Linked DNA regions of Bactrocera dorsalis: region 1 is linked to region 2. The links are chromatin contacts, called in public Hi-C maps. All regions are on one chromosome and are shown on one strand. Each heading gives the region's core, a stretch centred on a gene start, on an enhancer-like site or on the middle of the called end of the contact. The rest is flanking DNA. Distances are from core to core; before and after follow the strand shown. Region 1 overlaps LOC105226062 (protein CREBRF homolog). Region 2 overlaps LOC105226062 (protein CREBRF homolog).

Evidence for each region. Hi-C and Micro-C count contacts between places; a contact is called where the count stands out from the background.
Region 1: a contact with region 2 is called in a Hi-C map of whole body, with 5 times the contacts expected there. The contact joins two enhancer-like sites. A contact is called at or near these places in 2 of 2 Hi-C or Micro-C datasets (both in whole body).

What each region holds. Positions count from the first base shown.
Region 1 is chr2:100,608,062-100,614,001 of ASM2337382v1, forward strand. All of the region lies in intron 2 of LOC105226062 (protein CREBRF homolog), which reads right to left. Among protein-coding and RNA genes, the nearest start is that of LOC105226062, 26 kb to the right of the region's middle. Within about 2 kb of position 4,295, the one cell type or tissue checked has open chromatin away from gene starts, as enhancers often do.
Region 2 is chr2:100,575,268-100,581,185 of ASM2337382v1, forward strand. The region is part of intron 2 of LOC105226062 (protein CREBRF homolog); the gene reads right to left. Among protein-coding and RNA genes, the nearest start is that of LOC115066140, 23 kb to the left of the region's middle. Within about 2 kb of position 1,409, the one cell type or tissue checked has open chromatin away from gene starts, as enhancers often do.

The sequences.
Region 1 (5,940 bases), core at 3,045-5,544, 36 kb after region 2:
CTGTGAAAAATTTAATGGAGCGAACTTACATCTGCGATGCTTTGTTGAAATGAAATGAAATTCAACCATTTCTGAAGCGAAAGTGAATCAAATACGACAATGTGCGAAAAAGATCATGGTCTAAGCATGGTGACGGTCAACAAATGGTCGCAAAGCCAGGATTGACGCCTCGAAAGGTTATGCCGAGTGTTTGGTGAGATTGGAAAGGAATTATCCACTATGAACAGCTCCAGCCTGGTCGAAGGAGTGATTCTACATTTTAATGTCAATAACTGATGAGATTGAAGCAATCAATCGAAGAAAATCGGCCAGAATTGATCAACAGAAAGGCCTTCGTCTTCCATCAGGACAATGCTAGACCACACACATCTTTGATGACTCGGCAAAAACTGGGAGAGCTTGGCTGGGAAGTTTTGATGCATCGACCATACAGCCCTGACTTTATACCATTGGACTACAATTTGTTTCGGTCAATGCAGAACTCTCTTAAAGGAGTAGAGATGGCTTTAAGGGAAGCCTGTGAAAATTATTTGTCGCAGTTTTTCGCCGAGAAACCAGAAGAGTATTAAACTGATCGAATAATGTCTCAAGCGGAGAAATGGCAAAAAGTGGTTGACCAAAATGGCACATATTTGGTTCATTAAAGTTCATTCTCTTCTTCTTTACTTAAAGTTGGCTGCAAGAGAAGTCTGTAAAAGTTACTCGTCGCAGCTTTTCGCCGAGAAACCGGAAAAGTTTTACACTGCTGGAATATTGTCTCTAGCGGAAAAATGGCAAGAAATGGTTGAACAAAATGGTACATATTTGGTTCATTAAAGTTCATTATAAATACAAAAAAATAAGTTGAAGTTTGTTTAGAAATGCGAAAAGACTTTTTCGACTACCCAATAACTCCACATATCCAAATGTATTTTTTTACCGAAATTTTTTTCTTTGATTGTAAGCATTCAGTGTCACTGTGCAACTGCTACACCACCTCCGCTTGCTGGTGGGTGTCTTTGTAGCTTGTAATTCGAAAATTCTTGCTAGTTTGGTCATTCACTTCTTTTTGGGGGTGGAAATTTTAAATTGTGCATACATACATAGTATATAGGCGTATGTTTTCTATATGTATATGTATTTATGAGAAATATGTGGTACATATGTATGTATGCAATATATGAGTTTTGTAGAATTTATATCATATTTTTATATAAGTATATATAATTTCAAATAATGCATATTGTTGTGAAATCCGTCTCTATGTACATATATACATATGTAAACATACATATGTTAGTCTATGAAACAATATTTACAAAATTTTCAATGTTTCCTTTTCGCTTATTTGTTTTGTTGGCAATTCACTTGTTTTGCTTTCCACCGATTTCTCGCCACTTTTTGCCATATTGAAGTGGTAAATTCTATCTATTTCAATGTGTGTGTGTGTTTAAGACTTTAGCTTTTACATACATTCCATCATTATCAAGTACAGTCGATACGTACAACAAAGCAATTTCAATTTGACGTTTCTACATCTACCTAACACTCGTATTTACATATTAATTTATTTTTGCTTAGTTTCTGTTTTGCTGACGACTTTTGTGATTTGTTTTCATACTTTTGCTTTCGAATACATGCATAGCATGTACATATGTATGCATGTATGTATGTGTGTTATATAGTATCGTTCCGTAGTGTTTCCCACACTTTGCCAGACTTTTGCTTATGTTTTGATTGTCGGCTTTCTGACGTTTGTTTATTTTCGTACTTGGTTTGATTTTTGTTATGGCTACTTTTAGTATTTTTATCTTTTACTTTTCACCTTTTGTTTGCACAATTTATGATGTTTATATATGCATAAATTTATATGATTATTATAGAACTTTTCAATGTAATTTACAAATAGACTGAGGCTTTGCAGTTAACGATAAGGCGGTGTTCCAAGAAAAGTTTGTTACGGCTTAAGATTTAATCATAGACATAATATACATACGTACTATATATAGAAGGAAGTTTCTATAAATGTAACCCCAACTTTATCAGTTAACAATAAAATAAACTTCATAATTAGTTCTTCTTCTTTATTGGCGTAGACACCGCTTACAGCCGAGTTTACAACAGCGCGCCTGTCATTCCTACTTTTAGCTGTTTTGTGTCAATTTCAGATTCCAAGTGTAGCCAGGTCCAGTCCACCTGGTATTTCCAACGGGAAGCAGAGGATACGATCTCCATCCTTTTCCTCTGTATTCCCCGGAGGCTACTGCGTCGAATGCTTTCTGAGCTGGAGCTTTTTTATCTATTTGAACGACATGACCTAGCCAGCAAAGTTGTTGTCTCTTAACTCACTGAACTACGTCAATGTCGTCGTATATCTCGTACAGCTCATCATTCCATCGAATGCGGTAATCGCCATTGCCAATACGCAAAGGACCATAAATCTTCCACAGAACTTTTCTCTCGAAAACTCGTAACGTCGACTCATTAGATGTTGTCATCGTCCATGCCTATGCACCATACTCGTATTAGCAGGATAGGAATAATGAGTGACTTATAGAGTTTGGTTTTGGTTTGGTCTTTGTTCGTCGAGAGAGGACTTTATTTGTCAATTGCCTACTCTATCCGAAGTAGCGCCTGTTGGCAAGAGTTATTCTGCCTTGGATTACGAGGCTGACGTTGTGGTTGATGGTGATGCTGGTACCAAGATTTACAAAATTATTTATCTAAGACTTTGAAGTTTTGACTGTCAAGTGATGTGGGAGATAAGTCGCAAGTGCGACGACAGTTTGCTTGACGGCAGGAGATATTTCGTCTTGTCCACTACCAGACCCATTTGTTCGCTTCCTTATCCAGTCTGGAGAAAGCAGAAGTAACTTCGCGGTTATTGAGACCAATGAAATCGACATCACCAGCGTACGCCAACAGCTCTGTACCTAGAATTATCTTCTCCATGAGTAGATTGAGGAAGTCGCACGAAAGGGAGTTACCTTGTCTGAAACTTCGTTTGATATCGAACGGCTGGGAAAGGTCCTTCCCGATCCCAACGAAGCCTTTGGTATTGTTCAGCGTCAGTTTACAGAGCCGTGTTAGTTTTGTGGAGATATCAAATTCAAACATAAAGGCATAAAGGGAGCTCCTTTTCGTGCTATCAAAAGCAGATTTGAAATGGACGAAGAGGTAGTCGTCACGCAAGTCCGGACAGTTTTCTGAACGCCATTCACTTGGGAGTGGGCAGAAACGATTCTTTTACATATGGCTCAAGCAGCTCGCGACTTCCGGTCTTAGACCAAGTATCCTCTGGGTAGCTAAAAAACATCCTTTTGAAGGCGAAAAGGCTGAAGTGAGAAAGCAAAACGTGCCTCCCCAAAGTTGTGTGCAGTACTTTAGAAGAGAATTGGTTTTTTAGAATTGCAAACTCAAATTATTGTTCTGAGATTTCAATAAGTGGTTTGTAATAACTCGAGAGAGTTGACTGTTAGCATGATAGAAGAGGTTTATAAATGACTCTCCATAATTTCACAAAAACATATATTTTTTAGTTTTTCTTTATTAGTTTTTACTATTTTCCATGTTTTAATCATTAATTACTGCAACAAATAGACTACTCCTTCGCGTAGCTCTCGGCACACTCGGCATCGCCATTTGACGTAATTTGTTTGTTTACATTTTCAGGTGTATGCAAACGTCAACTTTTATTATGAAATACGCCAATGTGGTCGCACCTTTTCATAAACAACAACACTTCACGCCTGACCACCTCCCTTTCTCTCAGCCAAACAAACATAGCCGCAAAGTAGTTGTTTTTGCAATCACGACAACAAATTCATTAATTTACATTCGATTCTCACTTTTGTGTTAAAAAGAATTTTTGCAGTTATTTTTGCAATGGATAAATAATGCTTGCGAATTTCCGAGAATCGCAAGAAAACCAGAAATAATGTAAACTCATTTAAATACAAAATATATAAGGTAAATAAATAAACATATACATATGTACGAGTATATTTGTGTATTGCAAGCTCAAACATTTGCTCACGCTTTAAGCACTTGCACTTATGCACCGGTTCTAATGACACCATTAAGCTCTTAATTGTGAAGTTATTGAAATTTGTTTTTCGAGCAAATCACTTGTATTTTGTGAATCCCCTCGCGAGTGCATTGTAGGTACATACATATTCATACATACAATTATTGTTTGTGTTTCCCATAATTGTGTTTATTTGTATTTTTCGATTTCTAAATATAGCTCCGATGGCACATGTGTTTCACTGTGAGCATCGCGTGACAGAAAACAGCCGGCGAGTGTGGTGAGCTGAACGGCGCCTAGCCTACATGCTGTCAGACGATTTGGCAGCCCACCAGTCGATCAGTTGTGGAAGTAAACATACATACATATGTATATATACATACATATGCATATTCATGGGGAATTTTATGGCGACAAAGCTTTTAATTTTGAAGGGTACAACGAATTTCACCGAGTATTTACATTTTCAAGAATTTTTAGATTGTCACCGAAAATTGCCGCCATACCATACATATGCTTGTCAACTATCTTGTATGTTTTATTCTATAATATCAGTTTGAACTTGGTCAGCAATATGCCGCAACAACAACACCAACAACAAAAGTATTTTCGGTATCCCGAAAACTTGAATTTCCAATTTATATGAATCCAATTTTAGTGAAACGATAATTATTAATACAAAACGATTGCATTATTCTCGCATGCAATTTATATTTTGAAAATTTCGGGATCCCGATTTTTCGGGATTTGAGATTTCTACTATAATTCATATTTCTATGATTACTTTATGGAATTATTGAGCTTGGCATCTTAATGTGGAAGCCTTTGATGGAGTAACGGACAGAAAATTTCGGGAGCACGAAAACTTAAATTTTAGATTTTTATGAATACACTTTTATAAATAATTACTTCCGAAAAACAATTAATACTGTCGCATGCTATTTATTTATTAAAAATTTCAGGATCCCGAAAACTTCTTAATTACATTTACTATTATAAATCAAATTTCTAGAATTGCTTTAGGGAATTAATCAACTTTATATACATATAATAATGTGTAAGCAGTTGAAGGGAAAACGACAGAATTTTGCCGCTACCACAACAACAAAAGAATTTTTCGGTATCCCGAAAACTTGAATTTCAAATTTATATGAATAAACTTCTAGAAATAATTAAAAAAATTAATATTTCCGCATGCTATTTTTTGTTGCAAAATTCGGGATGCCGAAAACTCAGCTTCTCCATTGCAAATTTACTACTAAAAATAATATTTGTATGAATGCTTTAGAGAATTAATGAACTTCATATATGTATGTATAATAATGTGTAAGAAATTGATGCAAAAACAAAGGATACATTTTTCGGGATCTCGAAATTTGGATTCCCAGTTCATATGAAAATGTTTTGAAAACTAATAAATAATAATGTGTAAGCACTTGATGGGAAAACGACAGATTTTTTCGGGATCCCGAAGCTTATACTTTATGGTTATATAAATATGCTTCGAGAATAAATAATTACTACCACAAAAAAATTAATACCCTCGCTTGCTATTTATTTTTATAAATTTTCAGGGTCTGGAAAATCAAAATTCGAATTTCTGGGATTTGTATTATAAATAATTTTTGAAAAAATATTGTAAGAAATTAATGAGCTTAATACATATATTAAATATATATATTTTTTCAAAGAATCCATTGACTCCCTTAGCTTCTGTGAAACAAAAATAATGCTTTTCTTGTATACAATGCGCCTAATTATAGGCAACACTTTTTATATAATGACTACATTTAGGAGAATCAATGGCGGATAAACCAAAATGCCTGCAATAAAGGATAAAAATTGGTAGTGTGGTGCTCTTAACCTTCATAGTGATCCAATTTGTTCACCAAAATATTATTTTTCACTAAAAATCATTTTGAGAAAAGAAAAAA
Region 2 (5,918 bases), core at 159-2,658:
TTGGTGGGCAAACACTTGAGATGCCGCACGCCAATGCAGCGAGTAAATGTAAATATACATATTTACTTGTGTAAATACAGACAGATGAGAGTAAAAAAAATACTAAAAAAAAACAACGAAAAATCAACACGTGCCAATATAGCGAGAAATTATAAGTATATTTATAATGCAGTTGAGTAATTTTATCAACGCAACGAAATGCCGCGCGTTTCAGCAAAAACAATAACAATATAAATAAACAGAGGCATTCAAAAAACAGTATGGCAGCTTTGTTTTTAGTTTGATAATGGGTTTAATAAAAAAATTAAAGAGAGAAATGGAATAGAAATAGAAATAAAAGTAGAACCGATGACTAAAAAATAAATATACAAACAGTTTATATAATTTCCCTTAATTTAATTAAAAAATGAAAGATAGAAATGGAATAGAAAAATAATTAAAACAAAAAGAGATGAATAAAAAATAAACATATAATCAGTTTATATAATTTCCCCCATAGTATATGTATTTTTTAATACACAATAGTGCAAATAAAGAACTTTTTGTTGAATTCAATCAGCCAGTTGGTATGGCAGAGATATACTATAGTCGTTCGATTTGAATAATATGTCCAGAGATTGAAGCCTTGCCTTGGACAATAACCTGTACAAAATTTCGTGAAGATATCGTGTCAAATAAAAAAGGTTTCCATACAAGGTTTTGCTTTTGAGCGATCACTTTATATGGCAGGCATATGCTATAGCGGTCTGAACCGAACAATTTGTTCAGACATTGTAGTATTGCTGTAAACAATATTCCAAACCGAATTTCGTGCTGATATCTCAAGAAATAAAAAAGCTTTCCATACAAGGTTTTAATTTTGGACGATCAGTTTGTATGGCAGCTATATGCTATAGTGGTTCAATATAGGTAGTTCCGACAAATGAGTATCTTTTAAAGGAGAAAAGTATGTGTGCAAAATTTCAGAACGATATCTCAAAATCTGAAGGACTAATTCACGAAAAATCGATAATAAGCATACAGCAATATTTAAAGATTTACATATTTACACAATTGAATTGTGGCGAAAAAATTAAAATTATAAAAATTCCACAATTTAATGTGTCTGATGTTGCTCATAGCTGTTGTTGTTGTTACTATAAATGCTTCACATGAATACCACACGTCTAAGAGGCGCATGGCACTCGCTGCCCCCAAAATGCACTTACAGCTGCACAGCTTTGCAATTCATTGTCAGGGCTATGCACTAGCAACTAGAAATATGTATACATGTAAATACATATGTTTGTACACTTATTATATGTACATATGTATGTGTGCGCTTTGTAACCGCCAGCAAAAAAGAAGCATCATTGCTTGTTCATCATACGCCCCGTTGTACCGCGACAGTTTTATTGCCGTCTGCGGGTATCGATGTCAATAGGAGTGCATATGTACATATGTATGTACGTATGTATACAAATGTACATAGCACATGTGTGCGTCAGCAAATATTTTCATATTTGTTGTAATTTTTTTTTTTTTTGCTTTGCACCGCCGTCTGCAATGCAGCCAATGCAGTTTTTTCGCCCGCCCGCTCAATTGCAAGCAATTACTTTGGCGATTTGTTTTGTTCGTCACGCCCGTTGTTGCTCGCTTCGTTTGCCATTTCTCGCTTGCTGGCTGCAATTTATTGCATTTCGTTTGTTTGCTCATTCTGCAATGTTGATGTTTGCACTTCTCCGCTTTGTTTTTTTCCGCTTATTCTTGTTTCTGGTTTTCGCATTTTAATTTGTTTACAGAATTTTTTGTTGTTAGTATTGTTTCACCGATGCAGCGCGTGATTGTAATTTGCATTTTTGCAATTCATGTACACACGCTTTGGATTTGCGCGGCGGTGTTTCGAGTTGGAAGCGATTGCAACAGTTTTTACCGCTTGAAATAACAGATTTCTTAACGAACTAATTGGAAAGCCGGTAAGAGGACTTTGAAAACTTAGAGCAGATAACAGTTGTTGTTTTTGCATAAAAATATTTCACTTACATAATGTCAAAATTGACAAGTCTGAGCCTGAGATAAATCGGATTTCGTTCAGGTCATTACCGTGAGCATGAAAAAGATGAGACGTCGTATCTTCTGTTGCAACGCCGGCCGTTTAGATCACTCAAAATTTGTATAGAAGATGATATCTTATTAAAATCAATTTAGAAATATACATCTCTCTTCTTCGAATAGCTCATATTTGGTGAGATTTATGACAATTATTTCACTTTTGAGACGGTTTCGAACAGGTTAACTGAAAAGTCTCCGGCTTGAGATATAGAAGGCGCTACTAGAATTAAATCCATATGATTTTAGTTAAGAACTGAACACGACGAACGCGGTCCAGAAACGAAAGACCGTTAACACTGACTGTTACATAGCGTTACTGAACCGTTTGAAGGACGAAAACTTACCGAATTTGAAGAAAAAGAAAGTGCTGTTTCACCAAGACAACGCACTCTGCCACAAGTTAGTGTAAACTGTGACAAAAATTCATGAATTGGGCTTGTCAGCATCGACAGCATTTTAAAGATCTGACCTCCAGCGACTGTTTCTTGTTCTCAGATGTGCGCTGCGAAGAAACTTTCGCCGAACCAAGAGATGATCAACGGAACTGAGGCCTATTTTGAAGCAAAGAACCAATCGTACTACAAAAATGGTATCGAAAAGTCGGAGGGTTCTTAGTAATGCTTACTTCAATTTGCATTTTTTTCGAACCATTTTCATTTTTAGAGTGGTTAAATTGTTAAAGGTTCCTTAATTGCTCAATTAAGAGTCTGAACATGGTATAATGTAGATATATGTATGTATGTATATAATTGTCAGAAATTGAAGTGACTAATTATTCTAAGAAGTTCAGCGGTAGCAATTGTTGAAAGCTCTTTCTTGGATTTAGAATTATATTATTAGTATACTATATGTACATTTTAGTACTTTAGATAGTTCAATCTCTTAAAGGAGCACTAATTTGCTTGTGAATTGCTGACATGATTGAACTTGTATGTTAGTTAGTGATTTTTTCTAGTTACTGTTGTACTATAATATAGACCAGTTCCAGATCTGAGAACCTCTATTTCCATATTGGTACATAAAAATTCATCAGAAGTAGTTTCAAACGCGTTTTAATACAATAAGTAATCCATATACATATATATATCTATTATTATATACTCGTATCAAGTATTAATCAACACCGCTTATTCAACACTAGTTCTCCCTAAAGAATTGTTTTACAAATTAATGAGCTCACGTTTTTATACCTTCTATGAGATAATTACCAACGAAATTTTCCCTTCGCCCTTTAAATACTGAATCGTGTGATTTGATGATGAAATTTGTTGACTGAATTGTCATCACCAAGGCTTTTAATACGCAAATTTTACTCAATTTATAGCGCTTGACTCATTTAATTATTTAATTATAAACAATTTGTTGATATCACTTATTTATTGAAACAAGTAAAAGTTTGCGAAAAAGAAGCGGCAATTTGCAATGATTTCAGATTTATAACTCATTACACTAGTGTGTTAAAAAATTGTACAGTAATTTTTTTTTATAAAATCCATCATAGAGTTAGATCTCTTCTTGAAAAATTAAAAAAAAATTTTAAATAAATTTTGTTATTTAATATATTATGGTCTAGAGTTGCCAACCCTTAATTAATTTCTGATTTTTATTATTTATTTATTAAATTTCTAATTGTTGAATTTGATAAATTTCTAATTGATGATTTTGGTCTAGAGTTTCCAACTCTTAATAATTTATTTATTAATTCTTTATTGAAACTAATTGTTTATATATTATATTTTGGTTTAGATTGCCAACCATAACTAAATTATTAAATGCCATATTTAATTATTAACCTCAAATTATATTTACTTGCCCGATCAGGGCAAAAAAATAATCATTTCGAAAGCTTACTCTTTGCCTTTTTTTTTGGTTTTGAGCTCTGAACGGAGAAAAAATAGATTTATGTAAGAAAATATATTGCTTATAATTTAGTATTTAATTGAGTTAATGGTTTATTATTCAATTACATCTACTATAGTTTAATTATTAAACATTTTGCTATTTTATTCAATAAGAAATTATATAATTATAATTATTTTTAAAACAAAGAAGAAGAAAGCAAAAGCACAAATATATTTATGTATAATTGTAAAAACTGTTTTTTAAACATATTAATTAAATATAATTGCTCCACAAACAACCATTGCCACTCCATACTTCATGTGATATTTATCACAATTATGACAGCTAGGAAAATATGTGGCAAAAAGTGGGTGTGTCAACAGACGCAATAAATTGCTTACACACAAACAAAACATTATTAATTAAATTAATTTTTTTTCTAGAATTTCTTTCGTAACATGCATATCATATACATATGTACATCTGTAAATGTTAGAAGACTTTTGTTGTTGTTTACATGTGCTTCATTCTTCAAAAGGCGAGCGAGCAAAACAATATTGATGACGATGGTGTGAAGGGGAACGTCTTGAATTATTTGCCCCATGCGGAATATTTAGATGTAAGAATGAATGATCTAAGCCATAAATTTGTAATTATGAAAACAATAACAAGATTTCGAATATAAAAATAAAAAAAATGTTAAAAAACATATATTTGTTTGCATGTATAGTATAAAGTATGCTTGTATTACAGTGTTATTTCCATCATAACATTAAGCAACAGACGTCAATATAAGTACGATTCACAAATTAAGTTATTCATTTAACGCTATAAGTGTGCGCGTCTCTGTATTCGTGTACCCTTAACAGTCGTTTGGACTTCCGCAATTGATATCGGCGCGTTGGCTGTGACTACGGCGCCCGCACAAATTTGGCACAGTTTCACACAGATTGACGTCGGCAAGTCAAAAGTCGCGCGCAACGGCCCGCCATGTTACATATACAAATATTAAGCGGATTCTACATAAACAAGATAAACTTCTAATCACATTACTTATGTATAAGCAGGCAGTTGATATTGAATTTGTGGCAAAGAGTGCTACTAGTTCTTTCTAGTCTCATGAATATGAAACTAGTTCGCTTTAGCTGAAATAGAAAGTGGTGTTTATTACATGATAAGTACCTCGAAAAAATATTAAACAAGAAAACAGAAAATATTAAATATTTTTAGCATTTTCGCATGTTCGAAAGAATTTCGAATTTTCGAAATAATGTAATAATGTTATAATCATCCAGCAATTTTCTGCTGTGTATATTTCACTCGACTTCAAGTACCACGAAGTTTGGTTTATAGCTTATATTTGCATACATTTATTGACGATTATCAGAAATCGACTTAAGAGTACTCCTATCATTCATGAAAAGGTTTTTAAATGTTACTACATACATATATTCAAAAAAATTAACTGTTAAAAAATCACAGAAAATATTAATTTTTACCATTTTTGCATGTTCGAAAAAATTTCGAATTTTCGAAATAGCATAATATTCATCGAACAATTTTCTGCTGGATATATTTCACTTTACATCATTATTTTCGTGTGTTTTATTTATAGATTATATTTAAATTTATTGAGTTATCAGAAATCGGCTTAAAAGTACTATCATTCATAAAAAGGTTGTTTAATGTTAATCAAAGAAAAAATTATGAGAAAAATATGAATTAAAAAAAAATTAAAAAAATATTAATTTTTTCAACTTTTTGTAGAATTTTTGAATGTTCGAAAAAATGTCGAATTTTCGAAATAATGTAATTATCTCACAACTTTTACCCACTGGGTATATTTCACCTAACTTCAAGTTATTTTCGTGTTTTTTATTTATAGTAGCGATTAGTCGACCGTGCTTTTTTATTTATTATTGTGCCTGTTTTTATTTTTGAATTGAAAGTGCGTCCTAATCTTTTGGCACGATTATGTCAAAACA